Regions from separate parts of the Sus scrofa genome. Here region 1 is linked to region 2. Evidence: chromatin contacts called from public Hi-C data. All regions are on one chromosome and are shown on one strand. Each heading gives the region's core, a stretch centred on a gene start, on an enhancer-like site or on the middle of the called end of the contact. The rest is flanking DNA. Distances are from core to core; before and after follow the strand shown.

Region 1 (4,085 bases), core at 1,515-4,014, 480 kb after region 2:
AAAAAAAAAAAAAAGAGGGCAGAATATATCGATTAGAACTCTGGGTACTTTTGAGCATTGCCTGGGTCTCATCCTGGCCCTGCATCCTGCTATGGTCATCGATTCGCTGCTTCATTTATTCATTCATTCAGCAGGTATTTATTCTGGACTTAATATGCAGCTGTTCATCATGGCAGATTCACAGTAAATTCCTGAACAAAATTATCAGGCTGTTCTAGGTAATGACTAACTTTGGGCAGGTTACCTTATCTCCGTACCTTAATTTACTAATCAGCAAAAACAAGTGTAATAGCAATACTTACCTCATAGATGTGGAATAAGGATCCAATTCAGACAAGAAGAAAAGTGCCTCGACAATGGTAAATCCTCAGTAAATATTAGCTGCTGCTTAGTATCCATAGATGGCCATTTAGGTGTCAAACGAGGAAGGCTCTAAAAATTTTAGGAGATTATTGATTCTTTCCATCCCCCAATCCTCCCGACCTCAAACACACTCTCCAGTTCAAGATCATAAGAGCGTATGATTTATAGGCAGCTCGGCTTTCCCAGACTTCACATGCTCAGTTTTTTTACTTGTCCTTCCCTATACCCCTCATATAAGATTCTTCCAGTTCACCTCATTCCCATTCTTTCCATTCATTTTAGCTACCCTCGAATTCCTGTTTCTGTTCAGAGGAGTCCTTTTATTCTCATGCTTCTTGCTCTCTCTAATGAGTCCTCGCTTCTCCAACACCTCTGGCTGGAGACAGTTTAAAAGGCCCAGATAGAAAGTGCTCGATAAATTGTCTTTTCTCTTCCTTTCACTCTCATCATTTCTTCCCACATGACTCTATTCTTGAGATCTATGATCCAGGTTAAAAATGACTGGCTCATCTTAAGGTGATTAATAGATTTTAATTCATTCTCATGCCCCTAAACTGATGACTCTCACAGGACTCAACATAAGATTTACTTATATTTGAGCTATGTCTACAATTTTCTTCAAATCTCCCTGTCTCCATTTGCCCACCATAGAGCATGGAAATCTCATCAAATTCCTGCTGACCCCACAAGGGTATTATAAAGGTTAATGAGGCAATTTCCCAGCAGTTCTTTGAGTGCTGAGAGTGTATGAATATTCTCAGTGCAAGATTATAGAGGACTTTCAATGCTTATAAAATAGCAGACATTCCCTTAAGGCTGTTTGATAAGAATTCGTAATTTTAACTTTTCAGATTTTAGCCAATTTAGTTTACTTCATCTTTAGAGTTTTGTTAAACACTTTATTGATTTTTTCTTTTTTTTTTTGGTCTTTTTAGGGCTGAACCCGCAGCATATGGAAGTTCCCAGGCTAGGGGTCTAATCGGAACTCTTGCTGCCAGCCACAGCCATGCCAAACCCAAGCTGCGTCTGCAACCTATGCCCCAGCTCACGGCAACTCTGGATCCTTAACCCACTGATGGAGGCCAAGGATCAAACTCACATCCTCAAAGTACTAATTGGGTTCTTAACCAGCTGAGCCACAACCTGAACTCCCTTTATTGATGTTTTGATGAGATGGAACTCTGAAAGTCTTATGTAAATTAGGATGTGTGTATATATATATATGTATATATATGTACAAATACTTATATGTATTGATACGTGTGTAAATACTTACATATTTATATGCTACACCAGTGGTTTTATGTGTCAAATCCTTCCAGACATAAGTTTCTGAAGGAATAAATATTAAAGGCTTGAGAGAGAAATAGTCAACCATCGCTACATCCTCTGATGCTTGAATTCCCTCCAGCATAACACGGATGAATGTTATCTATGCTTCAATGTCTTCATTGATAACTCGTTCCATCCCATAAACTTACTAACATGTAGACAATTCCTCCTTTTGCCAGGAAAGGGCTGTTTCATGTTATCTCCTCTCCCCTGAAATCTCCAACTCTTCCTCCATCCTCAGCCAGTGGGCAATCTCACTTCCTTCCTTGCTGAAAAACTTGCACAATTTCTCTTGAACACACATTCTCCCTTCTCTCCGCTCTCTATGGATGGGTGACGCGCGTGTGCTTCTGGCTCAGGCATCCTCTCTCACCTACTTTAGGACCTTGCCCTGCCACTCTCCCCTCTGCCATGTATAGCATCCATCTCACTCCCTGTTGAATTGTTCTCATCAGCACACAAGTATATTGCTAATTTGCCCATCTGAAAATAACCTTTTGGAGTTCCCTTGTGGCACAGTGGGTTAAGGATCCAGTGTTGCCCCTGCAGTGGCTTGGGTCACCCCTGTGGAGCGAGTTCAATCCCTGGACCAGGAATTTATAAATGCCTCAGGCACAGCCAATAAATAAATAAGTAAATAACCTTTTATTTATTTGCTTTTCAGGGATGCACCTTTGGCATGTGGAAGTTCCCAGGCTTGGGGTCGAATCAGAGCTGTAGCTGCACAGTCACAGCAATGGCAGATCTGAGCCACATATGCAATGCTGGATCTCTGACCCAGTGAACAAGGCCAGGAATCCAACCCACACACATCCTCATGGATCTAGTCAGGCTCATTACCACTTCGCCACAACGTGAACTTCTAATAAATAACCTTTTAAACCCCACTTTTCTCTTCAGCTAATACTCATTGCTCTCCACCCCTTTTTTGGCAAAGAATTGCATGTGCCCGCTGGTCCAACCTTTCCTCTTGCTCCATCACAAATGCCCCACCACGCCTCCCACACTCTCTTCCAGGCCACCAGGGCACCTCCCCTTCACCAAACCTGCCAACTGCTTCTCAGTCCTCATCTCACCTAACCTAGCAGGGGCATTTGACCAGTGGATCACTCTCTCCTTGAATGCTTCCCTCACGTGGCGTCCAGGACATGGCCAGGGCCTGGTGTTCTCTCAGCATATGTTACCTCTAGCTCCACCCAGGCTGCCCAGGCTTGTCTGATCCACTATCATGTCTCACTTATGTTATTGCAACTCACCTCACAACTGAGCTCCCTTCAACTGTTCTTTCAGGATTTTCTCAGCACAGCAGCCAAACCGATCCTGTTAAAATAAGCCAAGTTTAGTTACTCTTCTGCTCAAAATACTCCAATGGCTTCCCATCCCATTTCCAGTACAAAGTCCTTGCCACCTTAAATTACTTCTGTGTAACACAAGGAACTATCTCTAGTCTCTTGGGATAGAACATGATGGAAGACAATATGAGAAAAGGAATGTATGTATATATATATATATATATATGTCTGACTGGGTCGCTATGCTGTTATACTTTAATAAAAAATTTCAAGGCGTTCCCTTCATGGCTCAGCGGTTAACAACCCCAACTAGGATCCATGAGGATGTGGGTTCGATCCCCAGCCTCGTTCAGTGGGTTAAGGATCTGGTGTTGCTGTGGCTGTGGTAGAGACCGGCAGCTGCAGCTCTGATTTGACCCCTGACCTGGGAACTTCCATATGCCGCAGGTACAGCTCTAAAAAAAAGCAAAAGCAAAAAAAAAAAAATTTGAGGAGTTCCTAGGAGTTCCCATTGTGGTGCAGTGGAAATGAATCAGACTAGCATCCATGAAGATGAGGGTTCAACCCTGGCCTTGCTCAGTGGGTTGGGGATCCAGCGTTGCCATGACCTGTGGTGTAGATGGCAGACATGGCTTGGATCTGGGCTTTCTGTGGCTATAGTGTAGGCCAGCAGCACAGCTCTGATTCTACCCCTAAGCTGGGAACTTCCATATGCCTCAGGTATGACCTTAAAAAGAAAAAAAAAAAGAAAAAAAAATTCAAGGAGTTCCTGTTGTATCTCAGCAGTAACGAACCTGACTAGTATCCATGAGGACGCAGGTTCAATTCCTGGCCCTGTCCCCTAGCCTGGGAACTTCCTTATGCTGCTGGTCAGCCCAAAAAAAATTTTTTAAAATGTTTTTTTCAAAAAAAATATGAAATACAAAGTGTTTGCTGCCCAACATGATGTGATCCCACATTATCCTTTGACTCTCTTCCCTCCTGTGACTTTCCCTCTTATTGACTCAGCTCCAGCCTCTGGGCCTCCTTACTGAGCCCTTGACCTTGCTGGGTCCATTCTGGCCTCAGGGCCTGTCTACTTGCTCTTCCTACTCTCCC
Region 2 (4,206 bases), core at 1,690-4,189:
TGTGCCCTCTTTGATATATAATATCACACACCACAAACAAGAATGTGGTGCAGCTTAAGCTAAACTTGTAGTTACTACAGTCATGTGTAAAGTAAGGAAGTTGAATGAAATCATAGCTAAAACTTGGGACTTCTAAATTGTAGAATTCCAAGATGTATAGATATGTTTGTCTTGACGTGACTATGAGTATTCACTAGTTTTTGAAGACTGAAATATACTTAGTATGTAATAAGAGTAATATTGAGTAACTCTCACTGACCATGAGTAGTTTTACTGATTAGCTTTTAATTTTTATCAACATTTTTGAGTTTACAGTTCTGGTGGTAGGAATATATTTCTAAATCACCTACCCTCCATTTTTTTTTTTTTTTTTTTTTTTTTGTCTTTTTGTCTTTTGTTGTTGTTGTTGTTGTTGCTATTTCTTGGGCCGCTCCCGCGGCATATGGAGGTTCCCAGGCTAGGGGTCGAATCGGAGCTGTAGCCACCGGCCTACGCCAGAGCCACAGCAACGCGGGATCCGAGCCGCGTCTGCGACCTACACCACAGCTCAGGGCAACGCCGGATCGTTAACCCACTGAGCAAGGGCAGGGACGGAACCCGCAACCTCATGGTTCCTAGTCGGATTCGTTAACCACTGCGCCACGACGGGAACTCCCCATTTTTTTTTTTTTCCTCTGAGCTGCTGATTTAAGTAGTCTGTTTGAATGTACTTTTTCTGTCTTTTGAATTTTTTAAATTAAATGCTTTTGTAATAGAACCTTTGGATTAATATACTGACTTTAGCAAAGATCCTTCCCTTTTTTGACAGTTAAAACAGCCTATCTGTGGTTATTAACATATCATTGGTAAACTTTATAACACCTTCTGGGCACTTAATGTTAAACACACATGTGGTTAAACCTACTTTAGAAACTTCTAATTAAATGCCCTAACTGTTGAATGTCCTGGGGCAGGAAAGATAAATCATTGAAAATGTTACAAATAACATTAATTATGGTGCAATAATATATTTTGCCACAGTATTATATCACTGAAAAAGGACTTTAGAAATGCTGCCGTGTCTATGTATGAAATCTAAAACAAGGACCTTCATCTCGATAGTGAAAGTACAGTAGATCCTTATTATTCACAGATTCCATATTTGAAGTTTGCCTACTTGCAAAAATTTATTTGTAACCCCCCAGATCAATACCATGGCATTTTTGCCATTACTCATGCACATGCAACAGAGTGATGAAAAATTTGAGTTGCCCAAAGCTCACCTTTCCATATGAAGACCAGCAGGGCGCTGGCTGGCTATCTTGGTTCAGCTCTTAAACAGCAAACAAGTTTTCTTTGGTGGTCTATTTGGTGCCACGTGTCTTGGTACTGTTGTGTTTTTTGTTGGTTGTTTCATGGTTTGATAAGACTCTAAGTAGAGTCTGAAGTGCTGTCTAGTGTTCCTAAGCACAAGGAGGTGGTGATATGCCTTATGGAGAAATTATGTGTTAAACTCACTCAGTCATGAGTGCTAGCAGTGTTGCCCATGTGTCCAACATTAATGAATCAGAAATATCTATGAAATAAGTTACCTTTACACAGAAATGCTCATAAAACAAAGTTATATATTGAGCAGTTGACAAAAATGATGTGAATCAAAGGCTCACAGGAACCTAACCCTGTATTTCCATTAATTTGCTAATTGAATGTTTGTGGTGATTTTATACAACTTAACTACTGTAAATAACAAGAATAGACTATAGTTAGAGTCACAACAAAATGCCTCTAAAATTATTAGGATGATTTTTCAAATGTAGCTATTTTGAAATCAATTTTTCTTAAGGGGAAGAGGAACCCCACTTTAAATAACTTAAAGCTATTTTATGGTTTTGTCAGATGCTTCTCTGGGGATTTCCTTTGAGATATTGGCATTACTCTTGTACAATTTTGTTCATTCTAGCTTTCAAATTTTACGATGTCTTTAGACCTATATTGTAAATTGTTGATTATTTGTATAAAAATGACATTTTGGTTAATTATGCAGTTGGGCTTTTACAAGAGATTTTGTTTCAAGAACTATGCAAGTAACCCCAAGATAGGCTATTCATCAACAGAAAAAGTCTTCCTTACAGCCTACTCAGCTACTGAACTATCAGGAATTCCAGCGCTACAAACTTTAGTGGACTCTGCATATAAAGGGATGATGGTCCTACCATATTTGGTCTCTGGATAGGAAAGGGAACTTTAAAGTGCAGAGCAAGTTTTCACACTATAGGAAAAGCCTTGGTAGACTTCACCCTGATGGCCTAAAAAAGGAAGGAAGGAAGTCCTGAGCTTTTCCCTTCGGATTGATAGGAAATGAACTTGATTAACATTGAACATATTAGTTTAGTGTGTTCTATAGGGATTGAATGGTGCTTTTCATAAATCTTTGCTATTTTTCTGTAGGCAAGTTAATATTAAACATTTATTTCACTGAAAACAGTTCTGTTAAATTAATTAAACCAAGGTGGCTCTGATGCCATGGGCAGCCTATGAAAGCAAACCAAAAATCCAAGCCCATAAATGCCTCAAGGTTACAAAACCAAAACCTAAGGACAACCCATCACAAACAGCCAACTAGGCTTTAAGCTGTAGTCAGTTAGTCAGTCGATGATTGCTTTGCTTTACTTTTACTTTTTCTCTGTTAAGTCTCTCCTGTGCTTCTGTTGATGGAACTCACTGAACTGCTTTCAGTTTGCTCAGTTAGAATCAATTTTGCTCAAATAAACTCCTAAAAATTTTAATATGCCCGAGCTTGTCTTTTAATAGTTCTTTGTGGATTATTTTAGAGGCAGTTGTCTGACTCCTACAACTGTGGTTTTATGATTGGAGATTCTAACCTTCCTGAGAGCTGATGGCTGTGTTCCTCAACATGTGGTTCCCAGGTCACCTGCACTACGATCAGCTGGGGGATTGTGAAGTTTGCAGTTTTTCTGCAAAACTGGGACCTACTCCAGACTGATAACATTAGATTTGCTGGGCGTATCGCCCAATTATCTGTATTTTTTAACCAACACGCTGGGTACACTACAATTTGAAAGAATCACTCTTCTACTGAGTTGGTAGAAAACCAGAATTTCTCTCATAATTTAGTCAAGTAATTTACATTCTTTGCTTGAAATAGTTTTGCTTAAAAAAAAAAATCTCAACGGAGTACAGATAGTGTACCAATTAAGTAAACCTAATATATGAAAAAAAAAAACTCTAGGGTGTTATATTAAATTGAGGTAATAGATATTTAAATATATATGCCAAAGTTAGAAATATAAAACCTTGTCTCCTTCAGTACAGTTGCTCAGGAGACCTCCATATATGGAGCTTTCACATGTCCTTCCATGCATATTTTAGTGGGCAATTCCAATGACTTTTTTTTTTTGACATTTCATTTTTTCAGAAGCTTATCAATAACACCCCCAGACCAGTCTGATTGCTTTTTCCCCTGCACCTTCTCCTTCTTTCTTTTAAACTACAAATGATAATATGCATCAGGTTCATCACCATGATCACAAGTCCTGGCTCAGAATAACCGTGACTATTTCTAAAAGTCATATATATTCTTAAAGGATAAGGAAACACCAAGGATATTAACAATAATAAAAATTCCAAAACAGGAGTTCAGAATATGTTTAGAACAAAGAAATAAATATCAAAATGATTCCTTAAGGTGTTTACTTGAAAGAGGATTATATAAGTTCTGAGATATATACAGCAAAATGTATAGCTATAGGTATACTTCCTAGATATATAACTCATATATCCTTATTGATATAAACATTAGCACTAGTTACAAACTAGTTTGTATGATATGCCTGACTGTAAGACATTATTTAGTAATAAATATGGAGGACTTCATCATTTAATACCTTTACTGATGCCCCATTAGATACATTTTGTAATGTTTGAATTAATAAATACAATAAGACTTTACTAGTAAATACAATTGTAAGACACAGTTCCCTGTGTTCCATGGAGTTTTGAGCCTACTAAAGAGTTTATAGTGTTGTAGGAGAATCATCATCTCTATCCAATTAAAGATAAAATTTAATTTCCCTATTAATTAAGATCAAGATAGGGGAGACAAGCCCTGTTCCCCTCTCTCAGAACTCTTTTCTGACTTGGTTTTGGATGCTGCCAGCTGTCAGGAACTCTCACCCATCAATTCCCCCAACTCCTTAACTTTGGGGG

What was found. Hi-C and Micro-C count contacts between places; a contact is called where the count stands out from the background.
Region 1: a contact with region 2 is called in a Hi-C map of liver, with 2.7 times the contacts expected there. The contact joins two enhancer-like sites. A contact is called at or near these places in 4 of 47 Hi-C or Micro-C datasets (embryonic fibroblasts, epiblast stem cells, liver and 1 more).

The regions. Positions count from the first base shown.
Region 1 is chr8:113,411,822-113,415,906 of Sscrofa11.1, forward strand. No RefSeq gene overlaps it. Among named protein-coding and RNA genes, the nearest start is that of OSTC, 33 kb to the right of the region's middle. Within about 2 kb of position 2,765, at least 1 of the 83 cell types and tissues checked has an H3K27ac peak or open chromatin away from gene starts, as enhancers often do. A contact at or near this core is called in liver, where this site is marked.
Region 2 is chr8:112,927,497-112,931,702 of Sscrofa11.1, forward strand. The region is part of intron 2 of COL25A1 (collagen alpha-1(XXV) chain); the gene reads left to right. Among named protein-coding and RNA genes, the nearest start is that of COL25A1, 63 kb to the left of the region's middle. Within about 2 kb of position 2,940, at least 1 of the 83 cell types and tissues checked has an H3K27ac peak or open chromatin away from gene starts, as enhancers often do. A contact at or near this core is called in liver, where this site is marked.